Regions from separate parts of the Gossypium hirsutum genome. Here regions 1 and 2 are each linked to region 3. A link is a contact called in public Hi-C data. All regions are on one chromosome and are shown on one strand. The core of a region is the stretch at or near the end of the contact, and the rest is flanking DNA. Distances in the headings are between cores, read along the strand shown.

Region 1 (4,579 bases), core at 238-2,737, 150 kb after region 3:
TAATTTTTGTTTTAATTTTGGCTTAAATAGCCAATTGAAAACGGCGCCGTTTTGAGGGAAGGATCCGCGTGTTTCTCATGCGGAGGGGCAAATTGCATTTTTGACCCCTCCGCCTTTTAATGAATTGTCAATTAGGTTTTTTTGTGTTTTTTAAATTTGTTCTTTAATTTATTTTCCATTTCAATTTAATCCTACTGGAACGGCGCCGTTTTAGAGGAGAAGGGAAAATTTCCCTTCCAGCCCCTCTATGTAATTCGCGCGTTCAATTTAGTCCTTTAATTTTTACTATTTACAGATTTTACCCATTTTTTAAAACTGCAATTCAATTTAGTCTTTTTTTTCCATCATTATTTTTTTTATTATCAATTAATAATATTTTTCCTTATATTACCTTTTAAAAAAAACCTATATATATGTATATTTTTTATGTATACATTTATTTTTTTTGCAACTAATATTTTTCTCATGTTTATGTGTATACATATTTATTTCATTAATTAACTTCGATAATGTAGATATTATTTAATTATTTTAAACCTATATATTTTTATGTGTACATGTATACATTTTTTTATTTATTTCGATCATTTGCCTATTGATTTAGGTTTACATATTTTTATTATCTTGCCCATTTATTTGATATTTTGCATGCCATTATTGTATTTATTTGTTTATATATTTGCATTATTTTTATGCTATCGTAATATTTATTATTGCATTATATATTTAAAGTGGCATAACATTACATTTTTTACTCAATTTTTTTTTAAAAATTAAACTTTTCAAAATAGAGATAATACTCGTATTTAGGATTTCTCAAGGAAATTGAGCCCTAACGTATTGGGTTCCGATTTTTTTTGAAAATATAATGATCGAGGATTGCTCTTTAAACCAACTAAAATAAGAACTCATTATTGGGAATTCAACACATTGTGTCCTAACGTATTGGATGTGACGCATTGATTTCTCGAAATGAAGATTTTTTTTAAAAATAATAAAGGAAATATTCCCAGTTTGAGATTTTAGAGGAATCGTGCCCTAACGTATTGGGTGTAATTTCTTAAATCTTGGATAAGTAGATGTTCTTTTAAAGTAAAAGAAATATTTCAAGTTTAGGATTTTAGAGGAATCGTGCCCTAACGTATTGGGTGTGATTTCTTAAATCTTGGATAAGTGGATGTTCTTTTAAAGTTTTATTGCACTAATATTTTGGCCCAATTCATTTTGGAGGAAATTAGAATGTTGTGCCCTAACGCATTGGGTGTGACATTTTTGCTTCTCTAAATTGAGAAGGGTTTTAATACGCAACGTTTTAAGTTTTTGTTAAAGATTATATTTTTAAAATTTTTGACCTTAAGACACTAATTAATCAACTTGGTACCAAATTTTGGGCATTACGAGGGTGCTAATCCTTCCTCGTACGTAACTGACTCCCGAACCTATTTTTTTCTAAAACTCGTAGATCAAAATCATTTTAAGTGATCTAATCACACCTCAATAAAAGATTGGTGATTACTTTTATTTATTTTATTTTTTAAAGTCGACAACTTAAAATTTTTATTTTTTTCAAAAAAATAGTTTCCACAAGGTTTTCATATGCTATTCCACTTTTCCACCATGAAACGCACACTTCTTCATTGGAAAACGATACCACGTGACTCCCCGTTTGAATCCTTTGGCTACATAACACTCCATAACCCTTCAACTTTCTTCATACTTCAATCTCTCCTTGTGTTCTTTTTTACATCACATGGCAACTTTGAGAAGCAGTTCCCACATTCTTGTTTTCCCTTTCCCAGCGCAAGGCCACATCATCCCTCTCTTAGATTTCACCCATCGCATAGCCTTAGCCGCCACTGACATTGATCTAACCATTACCGTCTTAGTCACCCCAAAGAACCTCCCTTTCTTAACCCAACTCCTCGCTGCCCACCCGCGGATTCCGCCTTTGGTCCTCCCTTTCCCTCCCCACCCTTCCATCCCTTCCGCCGTCGAAAACTTAAAGGACATCCCTCAACGGTGTTTACCTGCCTTAATGCATACCCTCGGCCAACTCTACCATCCTTTGCTTTCCTGGTTCCAGTCCCATCCTTCGCCTCCTTCGGCCATCGTCTCCGACATGTTCTTGGGCTGGACCCAACGTTTGGCCTCCCGTGTCGGGGCTAAACACATCGTTTTCTCGCCTTCCGGCGCCATGGCTTTGTCTATTTTGTATTCCCTGTGGATGGAGCTTCCTAGACTCGATGATCCCCGTGATCAGACGGCTGTCGTTTCGTTTGATAAACTTCCGAATTGTCCGAAATACCCTTGGTGGAAGATCTCTGGCTTGTATCGAGCTTGCGTCGAGGGAGACCCAGCCATGGAATTTATCAAAGATATTTTCCACGCGAACATCCAGAACTGGGGCCTTGTGGTCAATTCCTTTAATCAACTTGAAAGGCCTTATTTTGACCATTTGAAACGGATGATGGGCTGTGATCGAGTGTGGGCAGTGGGACCCTTACTCCCTCTCCATGACCACGATGACCTTACCGTGGCTGTTCATAGGGGTGGGTCCAGCTCGGTGCCGTTGGATCACTTGCTGACGTGGCTTGACGCGTGTGAAGATGGCGAAGTCGTGTACGTTTGCTTTGGGAGTCAAGTCGTGTTAACCAACGATCAGATGGCCGGTGTTGCATCCGGGTTGGAAAAGAGTGGTGTCCGTTTTATATGGTCGATCAAGGAGCCTTCTGTGGGACACGTGGAGGCAAATTACGGAATGATCCCGAATGGGTTCGAAGAACGCGTGGCTAACAATGGACTCGTTATCAGAGGGTGGGCCCCGCAAGTTGCTATACTGAGTCACCGAGCAGTGGGTGCATTCTTAACTCATTGCGGGTGGAACTCGGTGTTGGAAGCAGTGGTAGCTGGCGTAACCATGCTGACGTGGCCATTCGGAGCGGACCAGTTTGTGGACCAAACATTGTTGGTGGAAGAGCTAAAGGTGGGTAAGAAGGCATGTGAGGGTCCTCAAACAGTGCCGAACCCAGAGGAGTTGGCCCGAGTCTTGGCGGAATCAGTGAGCCGGGAGAAGGGAGTTGAGAGGAAAGGAGTTATGGAATTGAGAAAGGCAGCATTGGAAGCAGTAAGAGAGGGTGGCAGCTCGGCCCAGGACATGGAAGAGATGGTGAAGCAGTTATTTTGTATGCAAGCCTAGATCTAATGTCGTTTTATTACGAGCATATTTAGACCCTATTTTTCATGTTAGTATGTTATTAGAGATTCCATTACCTAATTATAACATTATATTAGTTGGGACTATGAACACTTTTAGCAATTATGTGGACTTCAAATCAAAACAGAAGTTATATGTCACTACTAATTACATAACAAATTAACTATGTGCCCAAACTTTTACATCATGGATGTATTTGTAAATGAATTAATTAATTGATGTTTAAAATATAATAATTTTAAGGTCAATAAATTGGGGGGTTTTTTTCTTTTACAACCAAACACGCCCTATTCCCATTTCCACCGGGAAGATGAAATATTTTCCCAGGCAAACAGGGGGGAGAACAATGGCGTTCCTTGGCAAGGGTTTTTTAAGAGCCGTAGCTAAAAGAGGTTTAAGTTCTCAATTTGTTCAAACCCCTTTTAAATCTCAACGCTCGTTATCGTCTTTGGATCCTCTTCCAAACAAGCTGCTTCAGTTGCCCAGCGCATTAATCAAGTCTACCCTTGATTCAGCTACTTGTTTTCCCCAAGATAATCCCCACTTTTCCTGGGATTCCCTCCTCGCCTGTCTCCCCTCTTTGTCATCTGACAAGGCTCGGCTTGTAAGACCCTAAAACCCATTTCTCTTCTATTTTTTGCTTTTTCCTTTCTTTTATTGACAGATGAGATTGCTTTGGCTGCTGAGATTTTTGAACATGAATGAGTTCAACAACCCATACCCTTCTTTTATTTATGTTGTTCCCACTCTTAATTTTCTTCTACTACTTATGTTCGAATCATATTTAAGTATGGGTGAAGAAGATACGAATCCCCTAAATACTCCAAATAGACGATCTAACTTACAAATAATTGAACCTGATTTACATAAAATAGCTACTTAACGATGGCTTAATTTACTGAATGAATGCCTTTTTTTCCCCGTTATTTAACTTAGATTACTATTTTATTGCTCAGGTTTTGGAATGGAAATTAGAGAAAATGTTGAAGGGAAATGAAAGAGATTACGATCAGTATTTGTATTTAATGTCTCTTTGTGCAAAGATCCGAAATGCTTCACGGGCAATGCATGTGTTTACTTCAATGGAGGTTCATGGGATTAAACCCACAACTTCCCTTTTCAATTCCCTTATACACGCCTGTTTGTCTTCGAAAGATTCGATTACAGCATTGAGCTTATTCGAGATTATGCAGAGTTCAGAGGATTATAAACCAAATGATGAGACTTATGAGACCTTCATAATTGGGTTTTCGAGTTTAGGAAATACCGATGCCATGAAAAGTTGGTACTCGGCAAAAAAAGCTGCCGGTTATTGTGCCACTCTTCAAACATATGAATCTCTTGTTTCCGGTTGCATTAAAGCTA
Region 2 (4,457 bases), core at 853-3,352, 250 kb before region 3:
GCGTGTAGTTCATGGCGTAGTTGAAATTAGTGACCGTCATCTTCACTCGCCAATACTCCTTGTAATTCAGCTTCACATGCCAATGCACTCGGATGGGGCACATATGGTTGGTACACCTTATCATCGCATTCGAATTTCTACTCCTTGTTCTGTTCTTGCCAACTACACTTTCTATCTCTGCATCACCCCTGCAATTTGTAGACTAATGTCATTAGGGATGATGATATATAGTGAAATCCCATAGTTAAAAACATTTTCGTGTGGGATCAGAAAGAAGGTTTACGAGATGCAATTATTGTTGTTTTGACAGCCACAAGAACATGATGGACAAGGTGTGATTGTGGAGTTGTAAAATGAAGACATCGAGACACAACAACTCGGATATCGTGATGCCAGAATCTGATTATACGTGCATGTCACATTCCATGTCACTGCAGCACAAATTACAACACATAACTTATGTCGGGTGTAAGTATATCTGTTTTAAGTGCAAATTATCAAAAACTTACTCAATGCTTGAGTTTTTCGTCGACCATCAGGGGTGAGGAAAACAGTGGACGGCACCTTTTTAGCTCCGCTGCATGTGTAACCCAGACCAGGACCAAGCAAAGTGAAGTTCAACGGCAGGTTCACTGTTTTATTGGAAGTCCCGGCACGGCCAACACTCACCTGAAAGGACGAAACCGCGGTGGAGGAGTCTTGGCCCCATGACGACACGACGCCACCTTTGCAACAATTGGCTATCTGTTGGTTGTATGGGACGCCGGGGAGCAAGTCCACAACTGTGGGGTTTTTCTTACAGCAGTGTGGGACGTTTCCTTTGAACTTTGAACAATCTCCTTGTTCAGTGGCTTGGGCTCCCACCATTGACCAGATCACTTCTTTCTTAGCCCAAACCCAGCCTAGGGTCCAGCCAGGGCTCATTATGTGCCGATACATTTGGAAGTTGGTCATTGTTACAACTGCCTGCATACCAGATATGATATATAAGCTTGCATTTCTATTTCTTCAACTATCCCACACTCAAAAGTTATATTTACTATAAAAATGAATATTGAAAATTTTAGTATGGGATCTTATATCCAAACCAAATTTGAGTAACATAAGTGAAAAGCATTGTTTATGGTATAAAGAAAGTTTGGAACCTACCTTTTAAAAATGATTACATGAACAGTCTAATTTAAGTTTGAGTTTAATAAAAGAAACTTTATAATTACTAAATCGAAGTAATATTTGCATATGGGTATTAGGATATTGACCTGGATCGAAGCTAGAAGTTCGGTATTGTGGGGTTAAAATAAAATTTTAAAAGTTTGGAGTCAAAGGATGAAATTGATTAAAAAAAGTTAAATTGAATATTCTATAATTAGACTGGATTAAAATTGTTATTACTCTGGATTAAGCCCCTGCCAACCCTTAGCTTGGCTCTTATTTTAGGTAACTTTCAATTATAAGAAACAACTTGAAAAAGTTTTAATATATTAGTGATGGATACATATCAACATTTAACATTTGATCCATATAAATGGAAATCATTGTTTTTGGTATAAAGGAAGTCGTAATTTTGACCAAATTTATTAAAAATTTATCTTTTAAGGTGACTACGTGAACCAATTAATTAATCTTGAGTTTAATGAAAAAATATGAGTATAATAAGTGAAATGAAGTTATACTTACAACGTAACCATCCGGAGTCCAGGACATAACGTCCCATTTAATTGTTATATTTCCGTTAGGATCTAACGGATCATATGCTCCTACAACAAAAGTAGAAAAGGGAAAGGAAATTATTAGCAAGAAAACTTAATTAACTAAAACACGAATATGATTGTAGCAACTGACCTGCTTGAGAAATGATTATAGCAAAGAAAGCAACCATTGGCAGGGGGTAGGCAAATTTGTAGAACATCATTGTGCAATATCAAGAGGTAGTACGCCTTCTGTCTGTAAACAATGATACTCCTATGGGTTTATATCTATTCCCCCAACAAACAAGAATTGTTTATGACAGCCTCAACTACTGGTTTTGTTGTATATATGTGTGAGTATGACTTGGAACTTTTTTCAGACATATTCTGAGCACAATCTTCTAACTGCCGATATTCGTCAAATACAGAAACATCTTAAACTCGATTTAATCACCTACCAAACAAATGATTTCCATTTAAAATTAATTAAATTAATTAAATTGGTGGGTGTGTGAGAGCTTGCAGTTATTGAAGTCAACTCACCTAGTGATAATGACTACTCAACTGTTTCACAATTAATAATATAATAACGATAGATTGTAAAAGGGATAGGGAAATGGCAACAACAAAATTTTTAGTTTTGAATATGCAACATATGTGATAGTTTAAATGGAATAAGTGAGTTATTCAGACAAGGATTTTCCAACTTCCCATTTTGTTTTGTGTTTTAATATGGATGTTAGATGAAAGCTTTGCTTATGCTACCTCTGTTTAAAAAAAAAAGAAGTAAAATCAGCTTTGAGATTTTATGCTAACATGACCTGCCAAGTTTCCCAGTATAATTAATTATGGCATAAAACAACAAATTGTTACTACGAGTTTAGTGAGTAATTGATGTACATGACGCAGCGGGAACTTCCTAGCTTTGGGGTAATTTACCCAATTTATCCATTAACCATACACCAACTTTTTCTCTAACCATCACCATTACTTATTAAATTATGGGTAAATTTTTGTTTTTATAACTTAGTTAAAAAAGTTACAATTTGATTATTGAGCTATTCAAAAAATTTGTATTTAAGTCATTGGGATATTAAAATCAATGTTATCCCATTACCTGCACCGATTAAAAGCTTTCTGACATTTTCTCTTCTATATTTCACATTTTTTTTTATGAAATAGCTTTAAACATCATAAATCTGTGAATCAAAATTCAAATGAATTTATTCTCTGAAAATAGTTGTTAGATCACTTAGATCTAAAATATATTCTCTTACTCATCGATGGATATTGATCTACCATACTGGCCATCGAATAATCGCTTGGAGCTCACTGGTGATTAAAAAAAGAAAAATTCAACAACTCAATTGACTTAAATAAAAACTTTGAATAATTTAATAACTTAAATGAAAACTTTCAAATAGTTCAAAGATTAAATTGTAACTTTTTTAATTAACTAACCAAAATTAAACTTACCCATAGTTTAATGACTAATAGTGTAATTTACCCTAAAATTTAAGCAGTTTAGTAAGATTTATATCACAAGCTCATATAAAACTTGTTTGATAATTTTGCTTTAGTTATGCATCTAAATAGCGAGTGTCGAATATTAAACTTGATTTGATGAACGTTGCAAACAGAAATGTTGATAATTTTGTTCATCAAAACATTTTTAATTCGAGAAATGTTGATAATTTTGTTCATCAAAACATTTTTAATTCGAGAAGCATAATCAAACAATTTTTTTTTTCGATTACAAAATAACTTGTAAAAGTCTAGGTGAAACTTAACCGAGGGGTGGGGTGGGGAATCCTGTTAGCAGCTGCTGAACTTTCTCATCATGCTTCCATCTATGTTACTCCGACTATTCGGACATCTCGAGAACTGTGCAGCTTTCAGCAACATTGAACTTGTCTTCCATTGCAAGTCCAATCATTTAGTTCCAGGCCAGCAAATTCAGAGAATGGAAGAATGTTAGATAAACAAAACACTTGGTTCAAATGTCAAAGATATATGATCATAATGTCATTCAACTCGAGCATCTTTACTTACCTTAATCTGTACTTAAACGATTCGTAGGCAGGTCTCATTTTCATTGTCTTCTTGCATAGATTGTCTTTGATGTTCCACTCGCTGAAGCTGCGATGAAAGCTGAAGCAAGTTGATCGTCGGTCCATCTTTGCATGATAGTCCATCAGTGATATTGAAGTTGGCAGCTTCACTACTATCAGATATCAGTATAGCACTCATGTTACTGCCTTCGGTTGAATTGATCCCTGATGAAGAGATCATATTCGACACTCTGTCGAGCTTTTCCGAGACTTGAGTCATGTGATGGTTATGGTAGCCTGGAATAACCAGGGAACGGGCCATGGGAATTCCTGATGAGTGGCTTGAAGAGCTGTGTGATTGAGATGACAGAAGAGAGAGAGCACAAACAGAATCCGAAATCCCAGATAATCCCTGAATGCTCAATGCTGCATCGAAAACATTGATGTCTTCACTTGCTGACGAGGAGGTGCCTTGGAACAAAGGCCGTGATCCGGAATAAGTCCCATCAAAACCATGAGGACATCGTGCATTGTTCTCACCTAAAATGCCTCCAGTGACTGCACTAGGTCCATTATGGAAATAGGGAAAATGTTTCTCAAAATGCCCCCCGTTCTTGACAGGTATGGCAGAAAGAGGGCTAAAATCCGTCCCATCTTCAACTTTTATCCGTTTGCCCCATTCGTTTGTTACATATTTCTCAGGATGCAAAAGGCCACT
Region 3 (4,052 bases), core at 882-3,381:
AATAAAATAATCATACATAAAAAAATAATAAAATAAATAAATCATGAAGTTAAAAAAATAAATTTTAATTTATAAAAATAAAAATAATTATAAAAATTAAAATAAATATAAATATTCAGTATTTTCGATTTAATTTATTAATTATATTTTTACTTTTATATATGATTTATTTATTATTTTTTCGTATATAATTATTTTATTAGATTATCAAAGTGTTAGTAAATTATATCTCATTAAAAATATTTTAAATACTCCACATTAAAAATATTTTAACATCAAATATGTTAAAAGAATAAAAATGACAAAATATATGAACATTAGTAACTAAAAATATCATTAAACTTCATTATTTTGAGTTAGATTTATTTTATTTTATTTTAAGTTTTATGATATTTAAATTTGGATATATTCTAGTGATTAATTTTTGGGTATTATTAATCCTTCACATAATTCATTATCAAAAGTAACAATGCGTTAAATATAAATTAAAATTAAAAATAACTACATCCATATGTTTAAAATCTCCTAATATCATAATTAAATATAGATGAATATTTAAGTAAAACCATTACATTTGCCACACTCAAAACTACAAATATCAATCATAAATTAAAACCTGAAATCTATATTTTTCTCTACATTAATTGAATTCAGATACACCATCAACAAAATCCTGCTCCCCAAAATATAGTTGCATTAAAAAAAACTGGAAACATCTTCAAAAATCACCAAAATAGAACTTAAATATTAAGTAAAAAAATTAAGAAAAATTTTAAACGTTTTACACAAGAAACAGTCGGATTTATATATCAATTTAACTCTCTTTCAGTTTCTTTACTTCAAGCTTTGAACCTTTCTTTGATTTTCTTTTTCTCCATTTTTTTTCTTTGTTTCAATTTTTTTATAGTTAATAAATAATTTAAGGAGAAAAAAAAAAAGGGGGGTGAGAGTGAGACAATTTACGGTAGATAGAGGGCCGTATGATCTTGATCAGACCATTGACTTTGACTCCAATACGATTGGTCAACATCATTAGGAAGATCAAAGAACGGTTGATCTCCACACCCTTGCCAATCCAACGGTCCAAATCCACTCTCCGATCTACCATGCAAATTTGAAAGCTCAACCTGCATCGTCTGATCGAGCAATTCCCCGGTGATTTCCTCCCCTCCAACACTCATCATCTTTTGCTGCTGCCACTGTCCTTGCCCATTTAATACCGCACCGAAACCCAACGACGACGTTTCATTGTTTGACGAAGTAACCAAGCTCGTAAAACTCCCAATCTCCGGAAAAATCCCCGATTCTGATCCTTGTTCCAGTAATCCTGCCTCGAAGACTAAATTGTTAGGGTTTCCATACAACTTCGACTCGCTTACATTTATATTGTTTGAATGAGACGTTACTGCCGACACCGCATCCGCCATGCCGCCTGTAGAACTATCGTTGTTGTTTTTATTTGCCACTGCAACGTTAGAATTAGCTGCAATAAGACTCGAACTGTCGCTGCTAGAATGAGAATTCGCTTTACGTTGATCAAGGAGTTGCTGTGATTGTGGCTGTGCAGGGGCCGCGGCGGCGACTGTCGTGGATTCGGATGAAGGCTTGGTTTTCGAACGCTTGGCTTTGCGGCAACCACCACCGACGGGGACGTTACGAAGGACACCACCTTTGGTCCAGTAACGACGGCAGCTCTTGCAGAAATGACGTGGCTGAGAGAGATTGTAGTTGTTGTAGTAACAGAACTTCGTGTTAAGTGAGTCGCAACGTGGGCACTTGAGTGCCTGGTTGTTTTGTTGTTGGTGTTGCAGTCGTAACCTTCTATCTCCTCCGCCACCTCCGCCACCGCTGCTGAATACTCGGCCACCTCCGATCAAGTGGATGTCTTGCATTATTCGCAACAATATTCGCCTCCAAAGTTAAAAACGAAAATAAATAAATAAAAAGAAAACCAGTGAAGTGCACAGAAGAGGGTTTTTTTTTTTTTTTGAATTTGTAACAAATATCCCCTTGCGAATCAAATTTACCCTTTTTCGAAAACGAATTTACGTAAATTATGGTGTAGATTGTGAAAATACGAAATTAGGTTTGAGGAAATGAATTGGGAATATAAGAGAAGGGATCAGGTAGCAGGGAGGGATTAGGAAATCGATTAACAAGACGAATAAAGAGATTGGAACCGTTGATGGAGGACACGTGGAGGATAAAAAAGGAAAGGGCATTGATGTCCACAAAATAAGGTATCGAGTTGTCGGCCACCTCCCCAGTAACTGCTCGGGACTATCCTAGTCTAAGTACAACTGGTCTAGAGTGTGCCACGTTGACCATTTTTATTGGTTACATATAAAAACAACTGTACGACCTCGTTTACTGTATCTTCGCTTCTAGTCCCGTCAGTCCTCACTTCCCTGAGATTGCCAAACGCCTCGTAAGTCGAAACAAGGTTGCTTGGAAATTGATACTAGCAGATTTTTTTTTATTTTCTTTAATTTTTATAATTTATTAATTATAACTTAAATTATGTAATGATAATTAAAACATATTTAATATTAAAAACTCCCAAAGCAAAGTTGAGAGAGTGATACGATGTATTATAAAAATAAACATATATATATAAAAAGAGTTTTGGCCCGAATTAAGCGAAGGGCTAAATTAATTATTTTTTAATTAGGTTTATAAATCAATTTTTTGAAATTTAGGAAAATAGGTCGTTTTTTGAAAGAAAAACGGAAAGCGCGTCTAATTTTTCGTTTCACTCTCCTAGAGTTAAGGTTTTTAATATTTTTAGGTTTAGAATTTTTTGGATTTAGGGTTCTTTTAAAGGGTTTAGAGTTTTCGATTGAAACCGCAAAATTCCATAGGTAGTTTTGAGGAGTCAGGGATGTGATTATGCGCCTCATAACACATACATTTCATATGTCGTGACGGGATAGGATTCTGCCGATTGCGTCGCCACGTTTGCCCATAACCCAACATATGTGTCATATCTGACAGGGGACCAGAATTATGTCTGTGATTTAGCAGTATAGTAGCCTTTGGGATCGCACCCATTATAGGTACTGTTTACGATATGTCGAATCCAACTACCGTAGAAAATGGCCTTCGAAAAGTGAGTGAGATGCAGTTATCGACATGGGTATGCAATTGCCACTACCTGCACAGTCATTTTGTACCCTATTTTGTTTGTTGTTTGCTTTCATAGGTATGTTTTTCTTGACAGGTTACAAGTTTGTCCAATATCGTTTCCATGAAACGTTGAACAACTTCGGCACTATCAGCAGCTACGATGTGACATACCTCGCCAACATACCCTTCAAATAGTTGACACAATTGTATGACGGGGGTTTACGGTATGGCCATATGACGTCAAACTTAATGGAGTGTATTAATTCCGTATTAAATGGGATGTGTCATTTGCAAATAACCTCAATTGTGAAATAAACATATTTTCGCCTAACTGCATTGTTTCTAAAGAGGGCAACAGTGTACGATGGACAGATAGCGAGCGACTATACTTGGTGTGAAGATGTAATGAAAGAAATCAGACGAAATACGACGAGAGTGAACATTATGTATGCAGTGTGCCACTCACGTGGGAACCAGGAATTTCGAGTCACGAAGCACGCTAGGTCGAACCAGGACATGTTAGAGGCATCATATCGTGTCGGCCTAACATGAGGGACTTGCGATTGTGGGAGGTTCCAAGCACTTCGATTCTCACGCGCATATGTAATTGTCGCATTTGGGAACCTAAGAATTGAGTACACACATTACATCAACGATGTGTATAGTCTAGAACGCATGCATAGAGTATGGGGTCTTGAATTCCCACCCATCCTCGATGAAAGTATGTGCCTGCTAATGTCCAACGCATCGTACGAGTTGGCACCAAACATGAACCTGCATTGCGTTTTGAAAAGTCATTCGAATACCACCCAGATATAGAACAATAAGGATATTTAGGAGAAAGACGGTCAGTAGAGGTAATGCGAGTACTGTAGGAACCTGGGGCATACGAAGGTAACATGTTCTATGCTGAGGGGTACTTTAAG

What was found. A called contact is a pair of places that touch in the nucleus more often than the background predicts.
Region 1: a Hi-C map of leaf shows a contact between it and region 3, with 2.5 times the contacts expected there. The contact joins the promoter of LOC107949763 here to the promoter of LOC107949768 in region 3. A contact is called at or near these places in 8 of 34 Hi-C or Micro-C datasets (callus, hypocotyl and leaf).
Region 2: a Hi-C map of leaf shows a contact between it and region 3, with 4 times the contacts expected there. The contact joins the promoter of LOC107949772 here to the promoter of LOC107949768 in region 3. A contact is called at or near these places in 3 of 34 Hi-C or Micro-C datasets (all in leaf).

Annotation. Positions count from the first base shown.
Region 1 is chrD03:39,702,589-39,707,167 of Gossypium_hirsutum_v2.1, forward strand. LOC107949763 (flavonol 3-O-glucosyltransferase UGT89B1) reads left to right here and starts at 1,488. Exons shown (of 1, transcript XM_041090105.1): 1 at 1,488-3,300. The coding sequence starts at 1,751. The coding sequence ends at 3,196. It also overlaps the pseudogene LOC107949765.
Region 2 is chrD03:39,301,728-39,306,184 of Gossypium_hirsutum_v2.1, forward strand. It overlaps LOC107949772 (COBRA-like protein 4), which reads right to left and starts at 2,103. Exons shown (of 6, transcript XM_016884525.2): 1 at 1,843-2,103; 2 at 1,678-1,757; 3 at 510-966; 4 at 284-431; 5 at 1-188. The coding sequence starts at 1,912. LOC107949771 (squamosa promoter-binding-like protein 6) reads right to left here. Exons shown (of 3, transcript NM_001327562.1): 3 at 3,732-4,457. The coding sequence ends at 3,753.
Region 3 is chrD03:39,551,185-39,555,236 of Gossypium_hirsutum_v2.1, forward strand. LOC107949768 (dof zinc finger protein DOF5.4) reads right to left here and starts at 2,132. Exons shown (of 1, transcript XM_016884520.2): 1 at 455-2,132. The coding sequence starts at 1,892. The coding sequence ends at 960.